Linked DNA regions of Anas platyrhynchos: region 2 is linked to region 1. The links are chromatin contacts, called in public Hi-C maps. All regions are on one chromosome and are shown on one strand. Each heading gives the region's core, a stretch centred on a gene start, on an enhancer-like site or on the middle of the called end of the contact. The rest is flanking DNA. Distances are from core to core; before and after follow the strand shown.

Region 1 (5,805 bases), core at 1,820-4,319:
TGCCAACCAGGTGCCATCAGCAAGCTCAGGCCAGATGAACTCTTTCAAGATTCCACCAACTATACATTATTTTTCTGCCAATGGAGGTCTTCAACTATCTTTCCATCTAACCTGTTTTCTCTGCTGAAAGCTGTTGGTTCTGCAACAATTTTCATTCTCCACATTAAGCCCAGGCCTATTTGTAACACAACTGAGAACGAAGAGGCATGACTTCCGAATTTCACTGACATACCCATCTTCTCAACTGCACAAAATACTGTAACACCATTTCTAATGAGTAATTACCACAAGATTATAGAAAAGGCTCCACAAGTGGTCTGAAAGAAATAAAGAATAATTGCCTATGCCTGACTATAGACATTGGGTCTCTGTCTTCCTGGGGGAGACCACTAATAAACAACCTAAACAATAGTACCTCCCAAATTTATGTCTAGGCACTAGTATTTGCTGGATTTGCTGTTATAACAAGTACCATATTACTATCACAACACAACATTATAATACCACATCAAGGCAACCAAGCATTCAAATCATAAAGGTAACCTATCCTCACCGTCTTCACAGAGGATTAATAGGAAAAATGTCCAGTAAATAGCGTTACAGAGCAATGGAATGAGGCCATAATGGTTTCTTTCATAATTATTTCTACAGCTCTTGCATACCTTCTGCTTTCCCCCTCCTTACCAATACTGACTAATTGATTGCACAGCCATTGTTACCACTTTATGGAAAGCATTTCTACTGGTGTAAAATACTGACCTAACATTGCATCACAGCTTAGGAATCTACATAACTTCCTAATTAAGGTCTGGAACAGTAACTTAATTGTTGTAGATGTCCTGAAAAGTGCTGTAAAAGCCTTTTTTTTTCCCCCCTCTTAAAACAACACCTATCTCCCTCAGACCTCTGGTACTAGCAGTTAGCCTTCTGCAAAGGGAGACTAAGAATGGTATTGGTCTGATTTTCATTTGTTATTGCTGTTTGTCAAAAATCTTTCACAAAAGCTGCCATGATAGAAGTTTGTCTGTCTCCTGTGAGTTGTTGAGCTTAAATTTTGTAAGTTGTCCCGTGTTGATGGTAGTGTGTTAGCAAAATTAAACAAAATTATTATTTTTGACATCCCACACTCCTTAACCTCAGTGAGCTAAGTACATACGCTGAACTACTGACAAATACAATTTGTAAGATTTAGATACCACAGCTCAGTAACTGTTTATGAACGTTTCCATTATTTTCACAGCTACACAAGCTGTGTATTATCACGCATCACCAACTATGCCACAAGTTGCTAAAGTACATGGTTTATCCACAGATATGAAGCCGGCTCAGTTCATTCACCCATACATAAGGTGTTGGTTCCTTACTATGCAGCTTTTAAAATAAAGGCAAACCAAAATTACCAGCATAAAATAAAAAGCACTTTGCTTCTTTAACAACTTCACAAAATACATTCACACCCCTGAATATCACTTGCCAGAAGCAGCTGTTTGTGAATTACATGGGCCCTTTTGCAATAATCTTGTTTTTATTACATTTGGTGCTAGTTTTCCCACTGCAGTCAGTGGAAACAGCTTTTTCTGTTCTTGAAACAAGGGCAAGGTGAAGGTGAGAAAGCCTTTTCAACCACAGAAGTAGGCATTAAACTAGCTACAATTTCACCTTTTTGTTTGACTTTGTTTTTTCCACAGATTTCAGTTCAGCCAATTAAATGCAAAGTTCTAAAGCGTTTACACCAATTATTGTCATTTGTACCTTTGTGGACTTTCGGTCCACAAGCTGAAAAAAACGCTGCTTTGTGAGCACAAAAAAACTGAGGCAGACTGCCCGGTGCACAAGCGTTACCTGCATCACGGTGACCACATGGCAGGGATTCAGCAGGTAAATGACGGTCCTGGTGGCAAACTTGAAGCCCACCTCCAGCCCGAAGATGAGACAGAGGGCCACCAGCAGCAGGTTCTTGCCCAAGCTCTCCTGCTTCGCCCGGGGCTGCTGCAGCAGCTGAGCCTCCAGCTCCTTGCAGTGCAGCTGCCTCAGCTTCCACAGGGACAGCAGGATCTCCGCGGCGCCCACGCTGAGGAAGACGAGGCTCTCCACAAAGCGCTGCTGCCCTGAGAGGAAGGCCGCGCACTCCGGCCCTCCGTTGCCGGCGAAGCTGGGGTCCACGCCCCCGTACATCCAGTCCAGGAGGTTGTGCAGGCTGTACCGGGACATGGTGGGCCGGCGCCCGCTCTCCTCCCCGTCACTGCCCGGGCGCAGGTAGGAGCAAGTCGGAATCAAAGCCGAAATGCTGTCGGGCTGACGGAACATGAAACGCGAGGACGTCCCGCCTTCCTGCCCGAGCCTTTCCTTTCTCCGCCGGCAGCCTACGAAGAGAGGTGGCACTCACGGGAGGCGGCGAAACCCGGGGAGGGGGGGGGGAGCCGCGGGCCCCCGGCTCTCCTCAGGCCGCCGCCCGCCGCCTCCCCGCCCGCTCGCCTCAGGCGCCGCAGCCCCAGCGGCCGCCGCTCGCGGCCCTTCCCGCCCAGCGCCGCCCTGAAGGGGCGGCCCCGGTGCCTCGCAGCCCCGTACCTCAGAGCCCGGCGCTTCAGAGCCCGGCGGCGGCTCCGTTACCCAGCTCGGCCCGCAAGAGGCGGGCCCAGCTCCCCCGTTCCGCGGGGCCGGGAAGGAGGAAGCGCTCCCCTCAGCGGCGGCGGGGCGAGCCTCCCTGCCGCCGCCCTCCCCAGCGCCGCAGCATCCCCTCCCTCCCTCCCCGCCACATACACACGCAACGTGCCCGAGGCGCCCCGAAAAATGGACGAGCCACGCGGGTGGCTCCTCTGTTCCGGCTCCTCTGTTCCTCCTCCTCCTCTTCTTCCTCCTCCTCCTCCTCCTCCTCCTCAGCCCGCCCGGCCCGGCCTCCAGCCCTTTGTGGGCCCGGGGGCTGTGGCAGGACCGCTGGCCGAGGCTGTTCTGAGGGCTGCCCACGCTGCCCCGCCGCAGGTTTTGAAGCGGCTGCAGAGAACTACGTGCAGGGCGGGCCCCGGCTGCGATTTGCCTGGCGAGTAGGCAAATGATCCGAGTTCTTGCCAAAATTTCATTATCGGAACATGGTGATGTGAAAGTGAAATTCGCAAGTGAAGGAAGTGGTGGTTGAGAGCAGGAAAACCCATTAGCGCTGCTCTGTTATCGATGCATTTTCTCCATTCCCTATCTCAGTAATCCTGGTTCCCTGCTGCTCCCCACACGGCTACCTCCCCCAGACCCCTCCTTGTGCCTCCAAGACCCCCCCCAGTGCCTCCCAGTGCCAACCAGCACCAGAGGCCCCAGAAGCCCACAGGAATGCCCCAGCGCTGCCGTGCTGTTTGCAGGCACTCTCTAGCTTTTCCATCAGCACAGATGCTGAGGGCAAGAGCATCTCCTGTCCCTGTGTGTTCTGGGAGCTGCTGGCAGCTCAAGACTACCACACCAGCTCAGACCAGTTTGAAACTAAAAGCTCGGCTGTGGACCTGTCACCGCCAGCCCATCAAAACAGATTTATGCTGTGCTCATCCTTTTTGGCTTAGTCACCTATCTAAGTCTCTTGCACGCGCCCAGTTCTGAGGAAAAGAACTGGTAGTGTGACTGCATAAGATTCATTTCCTGGTGAACAGAATCTAATAATTCCTGACTATGTATTGGTATCCTAAGTACAGGCCTTCTTCACTTTACAAAAAAGGAGTTCAGGAAATGAGGAATCCCAGAAACAGACCACAGGCACTGCAAGGTGACAGACAGAATGAAACTCAGAGGCAAGTTACAAAGCTGTCTGCAATTGTAGCAAGAGTGGCTGTCCTATGGCACAGGGCTGGGGAGATGGACCTGTGCCAGGTTGTGCATGAGCAGACAATCCAATTGGTAGACTCCAGGAGAGAAAATACTCTGTGCTTATCTTTACAAGCAGTATTCCTGTATTTTACTAATAGGGGAAGAAAAAACTGCCAAGCTAGTGATGTTAGTGCTGAGCTGCTTCAACTGTTGAACAGAAATTGTAATAAAGGTTGCGATATTTGGGGGGGAAAGAATATAAGTATGTATCTAATACATAATACATTCTCTATGTGTTTATATTATGTGTACTCTATTAAAGACATAAAATAATGAAAGAAAACAAATTATAATCACAGTAAATAAGAACTAGATGAAACATATGCAAGTGTTCTGGACTGATCCATGCAGTTATTGATTTCCCAGTTCATTTACCATAATTTAGGTGAGGTCAGTAGTATCACTGTGTTAAAATCCTAGAAAAAGCTCTTACAGAATAGCTTAGATCTTAATCTTAGCTTTGAGTTAATGAGGAACCTATTAGAACAAGAAAGTGAAACTGCAAGGGACTAGTATAGTCTCTTTCAAAATTGAATAAGTGAAAATTTAACAGCAGGGCCAAAATAGCCTATGTTTTATAACAAGCATAAAGCTATTTTTTTTATAAAATGTTTGCAAGATGAGTCTGCCCCTGTATGGATTACTTCTACCTGAATATGCTGAAACATTAGTTTTGTTTTCAGTTAAAATATGTAGTCAGCAAGGCACTTGCAAAATATTACCTGGAGAACTGTATTAAAAGGTCTATACAAAACTGGCAGGATAGAAAGCAATGGTTCATTGTTGAAAGGAAAGATACATTGGTGGGTTCCCAGCATGTGTCCTCAGTCAGGTTCTGCTTGGTATTTTTATTAACAATGCAGGTAAAGAAATAGAGAACATACTCATCAATTTCGCAGGTGACTCAAAGCTGAGGGGAAGAGAAATCAATTTCAAAATATTCTTGATAACTCAGAAACATTTTTTTTTTTAAAACAACAACAACAAAGAAATCCAGTAAGAATGAGATGTGTCATAGTTCAGTAATAATATTCATATAAGCCAGCTACTGTGAACCGCTGCCTTTCCCTTCCCCATGCTATTCATTTTCACTCTCTTATGCTAGCATAAGCTCTTCTGCTTGACTGTGTAAGGAAACTGGTTAACATTACAACTCTAATCCCAGAAACAGCTGGAACCTGGAGCACCTCCCTTCTCCATTTTATCCTACTTTGGGTTACGGTGATGGGTGACCTGTTTTTCTGTGATTATCACAGAATCACAGAATCACAGAATTTCTAGGTTGGAAGAGACCTCAAGATCATCGAGTCCAACCTCTGACCTAACGCTAACAGTTCCCACTAAACCATAGCCCTAAGCTCTACATCTAAATGTCTTTTAAAGACTTCCAGGGATGGTGACTCCACCACTTCCCTGGGCAGCCTGTTCCAATGTCTAACAACCTATCCACTTACTAAAAAGGAGCATAGTTGGTGTAAAAAGGATACCTTGGTATAACTGATACTTTTTAGCAACATCACATGAATTGTTAATTCATGGTTGGATTGTGGTCCACTACAAATGCAAGAGATTTGGGTTCTCAGTTCCTAATCTGCTGGGTGGTTTACACACAGCTCTCTGTGTTCTCTTCATTCTCAGTGTTTTGGTTTCAGCTTCTTTCAAAAGCACTCTGAATTCTGTAAGAATTGAGTAGTATTGACAGAGCACTGAGCCGTTGCTCTTTTCTGTTTGTTAACCATTTCTTCTCTTCCTTTCACTAAGTAATTTATGCTCTCTCTAAGATCCATTGTAAACATATATATCTCATGTGTCAATAGAAATGGTTCCCTAAAAGCAATAAATTCCTGTGACTAAACTGTTTGCACAAGAGCCTGAGGCTTGTTCTTGTATCTAATGTTTGATTTGTTTTTCTGTCCGTGACTTCTTAAAATTATCAAAGCAGTGAAATCTAATGTCAATCCA
Region 2 (5,633 bases), core at 1,166-3,665, 35 kb before region 1:
GATCACTTCAGGACTAAACAAAAGTTAAAGCATATTTACTGAGGGCATCATTCAGGTGCTTCTTGAACACGGACAGACATGGGGCATCTAAAACAGCTTCCAGAAACTGGCAGAGTAGTGCTATATCATATTCAATTTCACATGAACTTGCCTAGTTGGCAGCTGCTTACGTTATAACAGAAGTTTCTGTAAAGTCTGAGAACAGATTCTAAAGAAGTAAACACTCAGAAAAACTATAATAGACCTCAATATTGGGAACGATTTGGGAGACCTACAGTGCAGTGTGTAAACACTGAAATAGACAAGTGAGCCTAACTATGAAACAGGATTGGTGGGAGAATACAGTCATTAAAAGACCCAAGTATTAGTCTTTTAAGTAAAATTGCACAAGATTACAAAATGGATCAGTGACATAGTTTGGCTTTGAAACGCAGCTTCTTGTGGCCAGCTCCAATCTAGTGAAGGAATCATGTTTCAGAAGTCACTTAGGAGAACTGTTCAGGTTCCTACAGCTGTGAATTTCACACTGCTACATCCTCTCTTTGTTCCAAGACTTAAAAGGAGAAAAACATGGTGACTCTCACCCACTACAGACTCTCAATCTTGCTATATAAGAGAAAATTTCCTCCTTGCTAGACTTTGCAATCCTGAGAACGATAGTGTGATTTTCAGCAGTATCTTTATCTGGACATCAAGGGACAAAAAGGAAACAATGACCTCCACAGAAAAGCATTTCAGAGAGCTTTGGATTCCCACATGCATTTGGGGGAACTAATTTTAAATTAATACCTGGGATATTTTCTGTACATTTGTCACTGAGTAAATAATCACTATAGATTTTATTACTGTACTGTCCTGCTATTTAACAGATGCCTGCTTAACAGAGCAGTGTGATCTATTTTCTATAGTACACAGTCTGCTAATGAAAACATACAAACAGGAAAATTGAGATCCAGCTGAGTGGCTGTTTGAATGGCCTGTGTTGTCTTTGGCAAAAGCTATTTGCTGCTTACACGAGAAATCAATTTCAATATGTGGCAGTGAGTTTCACTATCTCTCTATCCACAAAGGATCACAGGCAGTTCTTATACGTTAAGCACTTTCAAAAATTTAATCCAGCTGCCAGTCTGGCACTAATCTCATTCTCGGAAACGCTCATGCCCCAGACAGTTGAGACTGTTTCAAATCAGGGTCATCCAAGTAGGCTGTATGTTTGTTCCTGTGTTGAAATAGCATGGCAGTGCATCTTTCAGTTTAGATTAAACTTCATTATTTCAGTAGCACTGATAGGAAGGACTTCATATAGGTTGAGGGCCTTGGGATTCTTCATCGGCTTCTGCAGCAAGGAGTTGCGTGACCTTGAACAAGCTATGCAGTTAATTTTGCCATTTACAAAATGGAAGTGTGGCTTGAATAATCTAAAGATCAACACAGAGACTCAATTTATTTTATATTGGTTTCCATCTTCCCCTGCAAAGTCTTGTGTTAGTTGCAGTGTTATAAATGTCTAGTGTCTTAGGAATTACTGATATTTATTTAAAGTTATCAAATAATAGGATCGTAAAAATTTGAATGCAATTTACTAGAAAGGAAAACAGAATGCAGTACAGTTATTCCTGCTTGAATAGGAGAATTAGAACCTAAATACAGTATATTTTTTTAATTTGATAGGGTTTAAAAATAATCCCTCTTTCCTAATTAATGTCTTGCTTTATTTGCTACTATATTTAATAGAGATGTTTCAGTTTTCCGGCCCCAAACATTCTCCTTTTGTAGTCTCCTAACTAGAGCTATACATACTTGATCCAGAACTCTGAGCAACTGTTGCAATTCCTTCATTTTCAAGCTGTAAAAAGGCGAGGGCAAACTTAATTCCGTTTTATTTCCCTTAATCAAGGGGTTAATTTCAATAGTGTATTTTGATCTATTGAGCTAGCCTAAAGAACGAACTTCCTTTCCAGGGGGAGAACAGAAAAACTGTTCTCCAGAGGATGAGCTAGTTATCACCTGAAATCTGCAATTTCCCCTACAGTTGTTCTGAATTTATGGGCAGATTTCAAAACACAACCTTATACCAGGAGATTTTTATTCCCCAACCGTCAGCTACTCTTGTCAAAATCACCTTGGACAGGAGATCTTGTATTACTTGCTCCTGTCAGGAGCGACTTTTGATAGTCCATAAAGAAGGCTCTTCCTTTTCCTTCACATTGTTAGTCATTCTTCCATATACTGGTAAAAATAAAATAAAATAAAATTGCTCAACTTCTCAGTCTCTTGCATGTAGAGGGAAGTCTTTAACAGACCTTGGGCCCAGTCAGAACATCCTTTTTTAGCTCAAGTGTTTCACAGTAGGAACTGCCCAGTGCATGAAGCTCAGTGGGTCACGTCACAGACACTGTCTCCTCCTCTTCCTCTCCAGCTCTCTTAAATCTTCGAACAAGACCAGCTTGAAATGCTCGAGCTGCAGAAGAGCCTGCAGCCCAGCACACAGCTCCAGCTGCCAAGTGCCACAGCTGCCCTGCTGCTCCAAGTGCCAGCTCTCAGCACTGCTGGGCAGCGGACCAGTCACTTATATCTAACACGTGGGATCCGGGAGGCAGAGAAAAGCTGGAACAGTAACATGGAAGCTGTCAGCAGGAGAGCAGGAACATAATCGGATGAGAGTGAACCTTACACAGTGCACAAGAGTCAACAGCTCTCTAAGCAGTTAAGAGTTTCAGTGGAAGAAATGAAACCCTTATTATAAAGTATTTCACTGAGAGGGAGATAAACGTGGTTTGTAACTATCTAACTATATTCAAATATATGGCCAATTCTTCCTGGATTGCTAAGGTATATAATTCCCAGCAGCCAGAGAAAAAGCAAAAGTTTAATTCCCTAATTGCTTTAATTCTACCTCCCTAGTTTACAGCTACAGAAAAAATGATCCTTCCATCTGTACTTGCTACCTATGTTCTACATCTCATAACTGAGCCCGGCTTCTTGTTAGGTAAAAACCACCGCCTGCCCTTAAGGAAGCTGGCTAGCCAGAGCAGCTTCTGTCTGCCTTCCGAAGGGTGACGATGGTGTGCTTTGTTGCAGGGGGAGGTTCGTCAACTTCTATGGGCTTTCTCACAGTGCTACAGAAATTAATCTGTTCTGATGCCACCTTTGAAGACAATTAGATCAAAAAAGAAAAAGGCTTCGTGACCTGAGCCAGAGAGATGGTTTCTTTACTGCTCATGATGATACAGAATTGCCTTATAAGCTATTCTCACTCTGCTCCCAGCAAACAACTTCCCTACTGAAGTACTGAGGATCAGTATGTCTGTCCCTCTGTGCTCAGCTCTCAAAAGGAGATGGGGCCAGCCTACATGGCTGTCCAGAGTTTGCTCCAAAAAGGTGTTGTGTTTTTTTTTCCCTTCCCTAAAATACCACCAAATTAATTTACTCTCTCCACAGAGTGGATGACCTACGTTTCAACTGTGAATTTTGAGAATTTGCCCGGCCATTTTAACAGAACGGATGCTAGTGACCATCTCCCCCTGCAGGTGAAAGTGTCAAATCACGTTATAATTGACACCAACATAAAGGGCTCTAATTAACCACACTAGATCTTCAGATCCATAGATCAAATTGCTCCTTAAAGTGACAAAACCCTAAAAATACCCGACACCAACATCCTTGCCTACTTCACTAAGTTACTGTAAAGTCTACTAAATAACACTGGGGATCTCAAAACACATGAAGGATGATCTCAACTCTGCTGTTAGGAAGCCCCTACAAATCAACCCTTATTCCAAACTTCTGTGGAGTGACCAATGCTCACAGTCCCCAGGAAACAGCAATTCCACTTTGATCAAACTTCAAAACTATCTGAAACTCTGAAATCAGGTGCACATCTAATCTTGTCAAATCCATCCAAAAGCTGACCAAACTAGCTTACGGACCAAGACGGTCAAAAACTGAGAGACCTCTGAGGCTGATGGAGCACAAAGTAGGTTTTTTTCATCATGTTATGAGCTGGCAAAACCAAGTCCTCCAAAAAGCACTGAAGGTGTCTAATACTTTGATCTTAGAAGGTCAGGTTAATGCACTGTTGAAATAGCTTTGACAGTTTGAGACATTACACTTCCTCAGCTGCCATCTCCCTGAGCCTTCTGCCAGCTGTCTGTATCCCAGTAGCAAAAAACAGACTCACCCGAGTACACTCATATGCTTTAGAAGACAAGCTTAGTTGTAACTGTAGATGAAAGCGATTTGAGGACTTTTCAATGAAGGGGTTGGTTCCCTGGTCTCAAGTCATGCTGCTGTGGTTCCCGTCTTCTTCCCTCCACCCTGATAATTCCTTTCTTGCACCTCCCTTTTGCTAGTCCCAGCACTCATCTGATCCCGCTATAACCCAACTCAGGAGCTACAAAAGCATGCACACCTTCTTCCACACGGAAATGAGAATCTCACCTCCTGATGACTAGAGGAAACAGTGAGTATATCCACAATTCTACATCCATTCTATTGCTCCGCTTCAACCTATTCAGCTGTTTCAGGAATGTTGTGTCCTGCCAGAGGCACAGAACAATATTTGGCAGGGTTCACACATGTTACAAGGTAAGATTCATCCAGCAAGAAAGCTGAGAATTGCAGGTCTGTTTCATGCATGACCTGCCTTGAGTTTGGCTTCTCTGTTGAACTGCTCTATCTGAACTACCTCCGTTCTGCATGAGTGCCTCTTATTGCAGGTCAGAGAGATACGAGCTATATCATTTATTCTGTCTCAACTGGCATGTGTGTGTATGCATACATGTGTGCACTTGGAACGGAAATATGTTAGAAGGGGAAGTAATGCAATTTGTATTCAATCAGTACAGAGGGCAGGGAGAAGGAAGAAGAGAGAAAGATGTGTTAATCCCTAAAGGGGAATACACCTCGAGCACGGAGCTCTCAGTGAGCTCACTGCGCAGCACTGATGAGAAATGTTCGAACTCAGCCTTCAATTTGATCCTGCCGTTAGTGAAGCCCCCACACTGACAGGGGTGAGGCAGGAAGGTGATGCTGCCAGTGCAACATGACCTGTTTCCACTGCTGTAATGAACAACAGGGAGAGAGAGAAAATAAAGGATTACAGCCCTCACTTACTGTCCCCCAGTTTCCTGTCCAGAAGGAAACACTTTAAGAGTTAACTGAGCCTGGGTGCGTGACTGTAAGGTGCTCAATAAGCATGCCAACATCATTCTGTATAGACTGAGCCTCACATCATCTCCGCTCCAGGTGTTCTGCTCAACCCTCCTTAGAGGAATGTTAATGCTGGGACAGAGGTCATTTTAGGGCAAGCAGTAATATCAGTAGGTTCCCAATAAAGCTGGAGAGGGATCATTTTTCACATGCAATCTATTCACTTCGTTTTTCCATTTTTACTACGCTTCAGTTACTTCTCCCAGCTATAATCTATAGATTTGCCAACAGAAATTTCTATTTAAAATATAGAAATAAACCAGCATAATGATACATGTCAGTAATAAAGCAATCTGCCCAGGACACAGCTAGGTTAAAGGGTATGACCTACTCAAAGCACTTTGAAACAAAGGTGCCAGTTAAATGATGAAATGCTAACAAATGTTTTTAGGCTCAGTAATTGTTACATCAAAAATCATATA

What was found. A called contact is a pair of places that touch in the nucleus more often than the background predicts.
Region 2: a contact with region 1 is called in a Hi-C map of subcutaneous adipose tissue, with 2.7 times the contacts expected there. The contact joins the enhancer-like site here to the promoter of TMEM164 in region 1. A contact is called at or near these places in 5 of 8 Hi-C or Micro-C datasets (F1 follicle, liver, skeletal muscle and 1 more).

What each region holds. Positions count from the first base shown.
Region 1 is chr10:5,617,007-5,622,811 of IASCAAS_PekinDuck_T2T, reverse strand. It overlaps TMEM164 (transmembrane protein 164), which reads right to left and starts at 3,069. Exons shown (of 7, transcript XM_027465421.3): 1 at 2,761-3,069; 2 at 1,843-2,363. The coding sequence starts at 2,307.
Region 2 is chr10:5,651,498-5,657,130 of IASCAAS_PekinDuck_T2T, reverse strand. The region is part of intron 5 of TMEM164 (transmembrane protein 164); the gene reads right to left. Among named protein-coding and RNA genes, the nearest start is that of TMEM164, 35 kb to the right of the region's middle. Within about 2 kb of position 2,415, at least 3 of the 8 cell types and tissues checked have an H3K27ac peak or open chromatin away from gene starts, as enhancers often do. A contact at or near this core is called in F1 follicle and subcutaneous adipose tissue, where this site is marked.